Linked DNA regions of Sus scrofa: region 2 is linked to region 1. The links are chromatin contacts, called in public Hi-C maps. All regions are on one chromosome and are shown on one strand. The core of a region is the stretch at or near the end of the contact, and the rest is flanking DNA. Distances in the headings are between cores, read along the strand shown. Region 1 overlaps LOC106510680 (a long non-coding RNA gene). Region 2 overlaps LOC106510680 (a long non-coding RNA gene).

Evidence for each region. Hi-C and Micro-C count contacts between places; a contact is called where the count stands out from the background.
Region 2: a contact with region 1 is called in a Hi-C map of omental adipose tissue, with 1.8 times the contacts expected there. The contact joins two enhancer-like sites. A contact is called at or near these places in 4 of 47 Hi-C or Micro-C datasets (alveolar macrophages, heart right ventricle, omental adipose tissue and 1 more).

Annotation. Positions count from the first base shown.
Region 1 is chr6:107,703,172-107,708,493 of Sscrofa11.1, reverse strand. The region is part of intron 3 of LOC106510680 (a long non-coding RNA gene); the gene reads left to right. Among named protein-coding and RNA genes, the nearest start is that of RBBP8, 220 kb to the left of the region's middle. Within about 2 kb of position 1,288, at least 1 of the 83 cell types and tissues checked has an H3K27ac peak or open chromatin away from gene starts, as enhancers often do. A contact at or near this core is called in omental adipose tissue, where this site is marked.
Region 2 is chr6:107,770,949-107,776,794 of Sscrofa11.1, reverse strand. The region is part of intron 2 of LOC106510680 (a long non-coding RNA gene); the gene reads left to right. Among named protein-coding and RNA genes, the nearest start is that of RBBP8, 150 kb to the left of the region's middle. Within about 2 kb of position 3,449, at least 2 of the 83 cell types and tissues checked have an H3K27ac peak or open chromatin away from gene starts, as enhancers often do. A contact at or near this core is called in omental adipose tissue, where this site is marked.

The sequences.
Region 1 (5,322 bases), core at 39-2,538:
CAGCCTTTGTGGGAGATGTAAAATTTCCATTAAGGTTTTTGAAACATGGACACTCTAGCTGAACACCCCATTTTTAATTTTGTGAAAGCCTAGAGGTCTGGGGACTTATGGTTGGGAATTGTTGCATCTTCAGAGATCTGAAGTGACAGATATTGGGCAGAGATTGGGTTGGTCAGCATGGACAGACAGCAAACTCCTACTGTGCTGGTGTGTATTTAAGAGACCAGGGTCCCCACTTTAAGCTTTAAACTAGACTAAACACAGGGTATACCGATCTGACAGATTAAGCAGATTATTATCTAACTGTGAAGAGTAACATCATGATTGTTTTCAGTTCAGCATTTATTTAAAAAATATATATAAATATATATGTATATTACATGAATGTGTACACACACACAATCTGAATTAGTTTCAATAAAACCTGCATCAGTGCAGAGGTACTCATGGAGTGCCTTCAATAAAAAAGTCACTGTATGTTATGCGATAACATTGAACAGACTCCAGACAGCCTCTTATCTTAGATATACAACAACGTAGCATAACTCAAGCCTAAAGGAGAAGTTAAAGCATTAGGTAACGGTAGCAACAGTAGCATGTTAGTGGAGTAATAACTCTCCTGGAGGATAACCCAGGATGGGTTTTATTGAATTCAGTTTATTTAGCTGGGATAAACCTAGATAGGCATCTCATTTACAAGAAGGTGTTAGCAAGAGGGCAGGTTATTACAAGAACATTTAGAAGATAAGCAATAGAAAATTGAATAAAATCAGAGATCAGGAAGGGAGCAGAAGTTGTTCCTGATTCAACTTCTTGTCTTGGACAGGTCTATATTTACTCCAGCTGAGAAAAATAATAATTGCCTTCTTAGACATCCATAGGGATGAATGGCATGTGAGCTCTTTTAGGAATCAGAGTTACCTTTCTTGATAAGCTTGCTTTGTGGCTAATTCAAGTTTCTTTTTCTTGTAATTTCTGCTCTTTGGAGGATTAGAATAGTTATTTCTTCATAACAATTCTTTTAAAAACGTGACAACAGTTATCATCCCTTAGCTTCCCCAGCTCCTCACACAAACTAACTGTAAAATAGAATTAATGCTATTTTTCTACCCCTTTAATTGTTGTTTTTCTGTTTTCAAAGGTTGTTGTCTTCTCTCCTTTCTTCTTTTCTGCCTTCCTCCCTCTCTTCCCTCCTTTCCTTTTCAAATGTAAATCTGACAGATGTTTACTGAGCCTTTGTCCTAAGCCTGCTGCTGAGGGGGTAGATACATGGACTCCACCCCTTGGAGTAACTCCTGAATCTTAAGGTCTGAAGGAAGCTTCGTCCAAGAGATCAGACCAACCGGTATGGCTAGTGGAAACATTCTAGTTGGTGGTTTTGGTTCTACACGTATCCTTTATGACACAGAAGAGTCATGTGCCAGCTGAGCTGTCATTGCAGTAAAGTGCCATGCACAGAGGACTGCATTTTATATATTGACCAATTGAAGATGTGTCCCTCCACTCACCAGTGTCTCCTACTCCTGTGTGTGTAGTTTCTAACATGTGTGTGTGTGTGTGTGTGTGTGTGTAAAGAGTGGTGGTAGTACATGGGAAAAATATGTGCATAAATGGAGGATGTTATTGTGATATATTAAGGGATAAATTTTTGGTTTTGGTATTTCGTTTTTACCTAGACTTCTCTTCCTTCCCTTGAGGACTTGGGTTCTCTCTAAAGCTGCTTTCTCTTGCATAGACCTTTATTTGGAAGTTGGTTTTCTAGAGAAAATAAGTCTATCTGCACACTGTCTAACTCTTTTGGATACTTCTTCTTTTCTCTTATCCCATTTAAGCTCTTTCATATATTTTCATTAAAAAAAAACTTTCTTTTCTTTCTTTCTTTCTTTCTTTTTTTTTTTTTTTTTTTTTTTTTTTTTTGTCTTTTGTCTTTTGAGGCCTGCACCTGCAGCATATGGAGGTTCCCAGGCTAGCGGTCTAATCAAAGCTCTTGCTGCTGGCCTCTGCCACAGCCACAGTAACACCAGACCTGAGCTGCGTCTGCGACCTACACCACAGCTCATGGCAACACCGGATCCTTAATCCACTGAGCGAGGCCAGGGATCAAACCCGCAACCTCATGGTTCCTTGTCGGATTCGTTTCCACTGCACCACTATGGGAACTCCGTCTTTTCTTAAACTCTTAGAATATCAAATTAGTGACTGCTTCTATCAAATTGAAGCAGTCACTAATTTAATTAAATAACCAAACTACTTGATCAAGCTACAATTTACATGCCATTAAATTCACCCAATTAAGGCATGCAATTCATGATTTTTCATAAATTTACCAAGTTGTGTAATCATCCCCATCATCTAGTCACAGAACATTCCCATCGCTCCAGTAAGGTCCCATACTCCCATTTTCAGTTAATCCCCATTCCAAGCCTCGGCCCCAGGCAAATACTGTTTTACCTTCTGTCTCTATTGGTTTACCTTTGCAGAACCTTTCATATAAATGGAATCATACATTATAGGGTTTTTTGGCGTGGCTTCTCTCACTTGGGATATCGTAGCTTGTATTAGTATTTTATTCCTGTTTAGTTTGCTGAATAGCGTTCAGCTGTATGGCTGTACCAGATTTTATTGACCAGTCATCTTATCTATTGACTTTTAAATCCTCTGTTAATTTTTTTTCTCCCTCCTAACTTGCTCTCTCCCAATAAAGAGTCCTATAGACTGCACTGTCAGACATATTCCAGAATCCCATCTCTGGCCATGCCCAATGGTTATTTTTCTAGGAGAATCTGATTGAAGTCTTTAAAACACTGTTAGCTCTTCAGGTTGTCTCTGTGTAGATGGGGAGCAGGTGTGGGGGGTGGACAGAAAATTCTCACCCACTTTTCATTTTGGATTTGGAAGTTGAGAAAGAGTCTAATTCTATTAGTATATTTACATTTTAAACAGAGGGATACACTCTGATGTCTGGGAAAGGGGCATAAATTAGAGTCATCAGAACATACTACCCACATGAATGCGTATGCTCAGTTGGTTACCTTTCAGTGACTGCTGTGCCCATTATCAGCCATATTTTGGTTTTGTGGTATGTGGCATGCACTCAAGATTTAAGGTGTTAGAGACATTTCCTTCTTTCAGTGTAAATCAGGGTGACCCAACGTCTCTGAAAGGTAAATACTAACCCTCTCTCTCATTTGAAAGAGTTATTGAGCCATGTTTACAGTGGGTCCCCTTTGTCTGCAGTGCACATACTTCACATTTTCTTAAAGGGAATGGGCTACCTGCCAATGACATTTCACAGTTCTCAAGCTGCACGGTTTCTTCAGGAATATAATTCCTCATCTGCTTTGCCTTTTCCCTTTGAGTTTTGCGTTTCATCCTTGCTCTGTGCAATACACCAATCAACACAAATTCAGGCAACTCCTCATTTCTCCTTCCTTTGATGACCTTGAAGCTCTTCATCTGGCCAGTCGATCACGCCCAGAGGAATGCAGTGGGACGTGCCTCTGCAGTGGTGCAGGGAAGCCCAGCCTGCCTCTGTATTGTATAATTTCTCCCTTCTCTTTGTGATATCCCTGTTGCTATTCCTTTCCCACCTTAAAACAAAATGAAACAAAACAAGACAAAGCAAAAACCCAAGGATACGAATAACTTGAAATGAACTAAATTTGTCATTGTTTTGACAGGAAAACTTCATACAGATACAAGCAATAATCTGCTCATACACATTACAATCTCTTACACAATAACTTCTCTTTCATCATTCTTCTCTGCTTGGCTACCTTCTCATCCCCACCCTATTTTGTACCCATGAAAAGAAGCCAAGAGAGCTTCCCTTTGTTTTGCTTTTGTTTTTATTTTCTGGGCTTCCATCTGGGTCCCAGCCTAGGGCAACCAGCTGGAGGGCACATTTGCTGGTAACTGCTGTAGAGGGAGCTCTGGTGTTTTATATGTGCAGCTTGTGGCTTTCTCACAGCATTCCACGGTGAGTGATTCTGTAAAAAGCAAATTGGCTTTCCTCTGAGGCATCAAAATGGTACTAGGAAACTCTTATCAAAGTTTAGGGAGATGTTACAGCAGATGGATTGGCATCCTTTATTGAAAAGGTATTAGATGAAGCACCAGCCACTAGAACCCTACAATCAAAATACTGAGTTAAACCTTCCTTACAGGCAACCTGGAGATATTGAACATACTGTGTATCTTCTGTGGGAATCACTTATTTTCAGGGATAATTACACCTTCCATATTTTCCTACACCTTTTATTTCAGAGGTGTCAAAAATTCCCACGTCAAAACTTTATTAAGAATGAGCCTATGCTATTAAAGTTATTTTGGACAAAAATATTTACAAGTACAAATATGAATGAACACTTTACCTGGATATTTTGAATTTGCAAAAGAACTCTGATGCTTTGCCATGGGAGCCTTTCTTATGGGACCCTGATTCATGATGGGAACAGACAAAGAATTGGAGCATTTTACAGTACTCTAATGGACATTTTAATATTTCTCATCTGTTCTTAATTTGAAATAGACATAATCTCTTCTGGGCTAGAAGTTACTTTTAGTATTATTTTTAGTTGTTAGTAAAATCTTCTCAATGCTTTGGCTCCCAACTAGAACTAAGAAATATTTAGCAAAAGCTAAAGAGTCAGCTGAATAATGAAGTCAGGTCAATTCAGTTCAGCCTTTTTTATGTCTCTGCTGCAGGCGAGGCACTGAGTTGAGTATCATGGAGGATGGAAGGATAAGGAGGGAAGAGCTGTTATCTCAGCAAGCTCAGAGGCTAGCTAGGAAACTAATCACAGCACTCCAATCCAGCGTGTGAAGAAAGTACAAATAAAAGTGTTTGTCTGGGTTCAGTTTATAGTGACTTAGGAAACATAAAACAAAGAAGTTTTAAAAACATACACTTAGAAATGAAAATTTCTCTAAGATCAATGACAAGTCTTTTTATATAAGTCACAAGGCAGCAATATTTCATTGTCTGTGCCTCACCCACAGCGGGCACTTGGGTTACTTTTTTAGGACAAGCAACAGATTATGAGAGCCAGACAGAAAGACTGTGATTTACTTTACTTCTCTCCCAAACATCAGTGCAAAATCCATGTGGATGTCTGAATGTTTAAAAAATTTTAGACTGTTTTTGTGGTTTGGGGTTGAATTATTGTGCATGATTGTCCTAAGACAAAAAATTGAAATGCTTTGATGAAAGGGCCATAGATCTTAAGAAATAAAAGGATTATAAGCAAATTGATCCAATTCCTTGCTTTCAAATATATAATGTATTTTGATTCCTCATTTGATGAGCACTATCCAGAAGAG
Region 2 (5,846 bases), core at 2,200-4,699, 66 kb before region 1:
GAAAATTCAGCGGAATCACTAAGTAACAGGAGACTGGGTTCAGGGCCATAAATCTCTGAGAGATGCTTGCTGACATCCATGGTACTTTTCAGAGTGAGTTTACCAAGGTCATTCTTGCTGAGCTTCCTTTGAATTGGAGGCTACAGCTTACTGTCAGGCCCAGAGCCAGGCTCTTAATCATTGAGGAAACCAAAAGGTGAGGGGTGGGGAGGCTATGAAATGTACTGTCAGGCCCAGTCTCAGTGTCAAATGGAGCCCGGGAAGAAACCCTAAGCAGAATGGCAGCCCCTTGGGAGCCTTCCCCACGGCTGCTGCTTTCCCCTAATTACTTAGTCCTCCAGGGATTTCCTACCATTCACTGAATCAAATATAAACTCCTGGCCACTGTTTTCAAAGTCTTCTCATTATGCTTTAAACATCTGTGCATTATCTCCTAACCATTCTTAGATTTAGCCACAGTAGTCCTCTAATACCTTCATTTGGCTTTCTCCCTTCTAAAGCTTTGTTAACCTGTTGATGAATGACTGAGTTCTGTTGCTTTTAATTTTTTGTGGGCGACAAAAATACCAAAGGGCAGGAGAGGCCAGCAAGCTCTAAAGACATATTTGGGAGCCCTTTTGAAGCAACAGTGGGAGAGGGAATGAAATCCAACCAAGGTAAGGAATCTGGCTAATAGGAAGATTGACTCACTCTACCTGGGGAGCAAGGAAGGTATCTTGGAGCAGTTGCAGTTGCAATGAGAAGATTAGGGACCCTGGAGCCCTGGAGCTCTACTTTTAAGGTTTATAAATACTAATGTGTTCTTTCATTTGCTCCTCACTGAAGTGTCATGAGATAGACAAAGCAGGCGTTTTCATTCTAATTTTTGAGGTGATAAACTGAGATTCTGAGAGATTATAAGACCTTGGCCAGTAAGTCTGAACCTCAGTCTTATAAGTAATTATATCTGTTTTATGCCAGAGGTCAGCAATTTCTTTTGTAAAGGCCAAGATTAAAAATATTTTAGCCTTGGGAGTTCCCGTTGTGGCGCAGCAGAAATGAATCCGACTAGGAACCATGAATTTGCGGGTTCAATCCCTGGCTTGCTCAGTGGGTTAAGGATCCGGTGTTGCCATGAGCTCTGGTGTAGGTCGCAGATGCGGCTCAGATCTGATGTTGCTGTGGCTGTGGCATAGGTCGGCAGCTACAGCTCTGATTAGACCACTAGCCTGGGAACCTCCATATGCTGTGGGTGAGGCCCTAAAAAAAAATTTTTTTTTAGCCTTTATGGGCCATGTTGTCACTGTCACAAACACTCAAATCTGCCATTGTAGTATGGAAACATCCTTGGATATCCATAGACTATTGTCACAGAATGATGGGCATTGTTGCATTCCAATCAAGCCTTATTCATAAAAATAGGCAGCAGGTCGGATTTGGCCCATAGGCTGTAGTTTGCAGATCCCTATCCTATAACTTAAAGCTGTAATTGACCATATGTCAAGACTAAGGATTTATAGACTAACAAATACTTTTGTAAGTTTGAATTCTCAAAATGTAGATATTGAATAATGGAGTGCAAAGGAATACACCTTAACCTGATGTGACTCAGATAACAAGGAATGAACAGAGGGAAGCTTGCTAATGTGCGGGTTACTTAAGAGTGAGCGGACAGGAACTCAGGAGATACCCACAGAAGGTTAGGAAGGTGGATGATGTTGATGAGTTGGTTTTCCAGGTGCCTCTGAATGTGTGAGTGTCCTGGGAACTTCATGGATCTTTCTCAGCTCTCTTCCTTACTGCAGATTTGGTCACGCCTCAGCCGAGATATAGGCCCTATGGTTTCTACTCTGAGAGCTTCTCCCAGAAGCTGTCATCCCCCTTCTGATGTGACAGATGTCCAGAACTTGCTTCCTGAAGAGAAAAGGCAGGCTCTTCCTTCAGGTCAAGACCAGAAGCCTTGACAGGGGAGACAAGCCAGGAGACTTAATGGAAATAGATCTTTGCCTTTTTCCACCCATTTCTGGCTCTAATTGGATGATCTTATTATTTGGTGACAATTTCCTGCTCACCTGGCTAGCTAGATCTGCCTCAAAGCCTTGGAGGGAACGCAGGAGAAACTCAGACTAGAACTCACTCTAGATATTTTGTCTATATCTTCTAGAACAGTATCAGCTATGCTGATACTACAAACTCATCTGTCCGGTGGGATAAACCCCTAAAAATTGTAAATTTTTACTTATACTTGGGAAAATGGACTCATTAGCCAGGCCCTAGGAGTCTCAACCTCCTTCCATGGTCTTCAGTGTACATTAGCAGTCACATCTCACCCCCATTGCTCCCTGATATTTCTGCCACCTAAGGTGATTTTCCTGTATCCCATCCCTTCCTGTCCACCTAGCCAACCCCTGCTCCTCTATAAGGCCCAACTCATGACAGATTTGCTGCCTCCATCCAGTCCTTGACTGCTATACCATTCCTTTAGCATTTTATTGTAAGCTGTTTTGTGATCTCTCCTGTTTATTAAATTTTCATGTGTGTCTTGTTCTGCAATGAAAATTGAAGTACCTGGAGGCGTTGATTGGGTTTTGTCTATATCTTCTAGCTGATACTACAAACTCATCTGTCCGGTGGGATAAACCCCTAACTATGATCTTTCAATGAGCCTCTAACATGGAGAGTCTCTTGAGTGTCAAATGCTTATTTTGCTAGCTCTTTTGAGTGTCATTGCTCCCTTCTCTCTCAGAACCTAAGTTCCCTCAGGGGTGGTTGGAGGGCAAGAATGACAGCACATGTACAATTATCACTTTTCATTGATCCTCACTTTGTCCAAGTCTAGTTAGTGCTCTGTGAAATCCATGAGAGCAGAGGCTGTGTCTAACCACTAGACCATTTCTCACCATTCTATCCCCTTCATTTAGCGAGTGTCCAGCACATGGTAGATGCTTAATAATTATTGGGTGAATGAATAATTACTGGTTAAATAAAAGAATGAACGGACAGATATTGTCTTGATCTGGTTCTGGGTGACTCTCTTGCCCTGTAGGAAGGGGGCTGGTTGTCAAGAAGTGAGGAGATAGCCTTTGTTATCTCTCCTCAGTAGAACATCTCAGCCCCTTGCATTTTGCTCTCGCATGGGGCCCATCAGACTACACGCAAGCAGATTTTTTTTTTTTTTTGCTTTTTAGGTCTGCACTCGCGACATATGGAGTTCCTAGGCTAGGGGTCTAATCAGAGCTACAGCTACCATCATACACTGCAGCCACAGCAACTTGGGATCCAAGCCACAACTTTGACCTACACTACAGCTCACAGCAGCAATGCTGGATCCCCAACCCACTAAGTAAGGCTGGGGATTGAACCTGAATTCTGATGGATACTAGTTGTATTCATTTCCACTGAGCCATGGTGGGAACGCCCTGCAAACAGATGGCCAATCTCAACTTACCAGATCCCCAAAGACTGGATCAGCCTTGTTCTCTCAGCAGGTAATACACAGAGGTCAAACAACTAAAGTTACTCTCTGAGGCTACACCTCCTAATATAACCAAGTAGAGCTTGCTTCATAGCTCACTGATGTGTGTTCCCTTCTTTATCCAGCACAAGCCTGAAAATTCTTCCATAGGGTGGGTGGGTCACACGTGTAAGTAAGTGCTCAGTGGTGACCATTTCCTTTTTGATTATTACCTAAAAATTAATTTAAGGCATCAAATAATATATAATATATAAATAGCTACTTAATTAATGGTAAAATGTTTAATTTTTTTGAATAATGCTTTGATACAAGTATTTTCTTCTTTGAGGCCTTATGTAATAATTCACTGAAAAGGGTCGCTGTATTTATTTAATTGGCACTTATGCATACTTACCACAAGGTGGCAGCATAGTAGCCCCTACTTGCTTGTTAGGGACATGGATATCTTTTAGATTGAGATTGTGGAGAATTTTTTTTCTCCCCCCTTAAATTTCCAAAATCTAACATCATATCCATATGACCTAGTTTGTAGTTATGTAGACTTTGTAATGATACACATACAAAGAAGTCCAAGTTGCACAAAATTCTCACATACAACCTGTCCCATGTGAGAAGCTGAATATTCTGTACATTCTGTCCAGCACTTAATCATGTGTGAATCTTATCTATTAATAATTATGAAATCTCTTGTATAAGTAGGAAAAATCAATCTAAAACTTGTAAATGGAACTTTTAAGGCACTATATCAAGAGTAACCCCTTGCAGGGAAGATATTATTATTGCGGACAGTATGCTGCATTGGTTCTTAACTGGGATAGGGATGGTCTCTATTAGAAAGAATATCTAAATGAGGCTGGGGGAGAGTGTCTATGGATATTGTCATTATCTTCTGGCTACAAGCATTTACTGAGCACAAGTTGTCTATTATTTCATTGTCTGTAAGACTGACTGTTTTCATATAAGAGCTTAAGACCCAATGTTATAAACAGCAGAGAAAAACTCAGCAAACAAGTGAAAAGACAAGTACTATGACAATTACCTGAGAGGAAGGACAGAAGAAGGAAGAAACATTGATGTTTTATGTTTTGCCAGAGGATGAGAGAAGACAGTAGAAACAGTATGGAACAGTCAAAAGATGATGGGAATAATAAGGAGACCCAGTATTGTCTTGGCTCTGCCCCTCACCATTCTTGGCCACTTTAGTTTCCTCATGTGTAGAAAGAAGCATTTGCACTTGGATCTTGGAAACATTACAGGAATATGTCTTGTCAATAGTTGATGTTAATGGATACTCTTCAAAAAGGATTTGTGTTGAATAAGTTTGAGGAAAACAAATTATTTTATTGTGTCTCATCCCCTCCCCTTCCGCCTCAGAGAGTCACATGTATGTTAGTATATTAAAGGTCTGAAGTGAGGAAACTGGCTTAACGTTGTTTAACCTGCCATTTCAAACTTAATTTAATCATTGAACACAATTCTTCCCTTCACTGCACCCAAGAAACAGCAATTAACATTGCATAGAATATTAATGATCTTTAGTAGATCATTTGGGAGCCACTGAATGAAGAAGTCTTTAAAGCCTGTCTAGCCCTAAGATTTAGATCAGAAGCTCCTGGAAGGCAGGGAACCATGTCTGGCTTACTCCTTAGGCCTACTGCTTGGCAAAAGTGACCAATAATATTTGCAAAATCATTGAATGAATGTGACAATATTGGTTTTTCCCCTCCCTCTCCTTCTAGGAAGCATGGGCTATGTCTATCTCCCTTCTGAAGTCATGTACATCTCAAATTAGAGCAACTTCAGCTAGGGAAAGGAGACAAAGACTTTTTCAGTCTAAAAACATAGGGGAATTGTGCAGTCTTTCTTGGTGATGTGAAAGTGTGATTATCTTGACGATAAGTGACCCTAATAGAATTTGTTTTCCATTTCTTCCTCTGTTTTCACGAGTGGAAGTCTTATCTAGATCTATCTAGGAAAAATGCAAAATCAGATAGACGGAAATGACTGACAAAAATATTCTGAAGATCAAAGTGAAAAAAGAATTCCCAGGATTGGTGTGGGTGGAGAATTGGAGGTTCTTAAGAGACCAAGAGGCTCATGGTAGTAGAAAATAAAGAGAGATTTTGCAGAAGGGGAAAACTCCTTGAAGGATGGGGACATGGTGACCAAGTGTTGGCCCCCCAGATAAAGAAGGAAGTTGGAGAAGCTGGTAGAATGAGCTTAATAAGACAGAGGAGCCGCTCCACATGCTAGTGAAACTCTATGTGGGTTACAATGGGTATCATGTCAGAAGTAAAGAACTCATAAGTGTATTCTACCGGATTCTGCATGTGTGTGTATTCAGTTAAAAGTTAAACATTTCTCAGGGACTAGGCCTTTATGTTATTAAAGG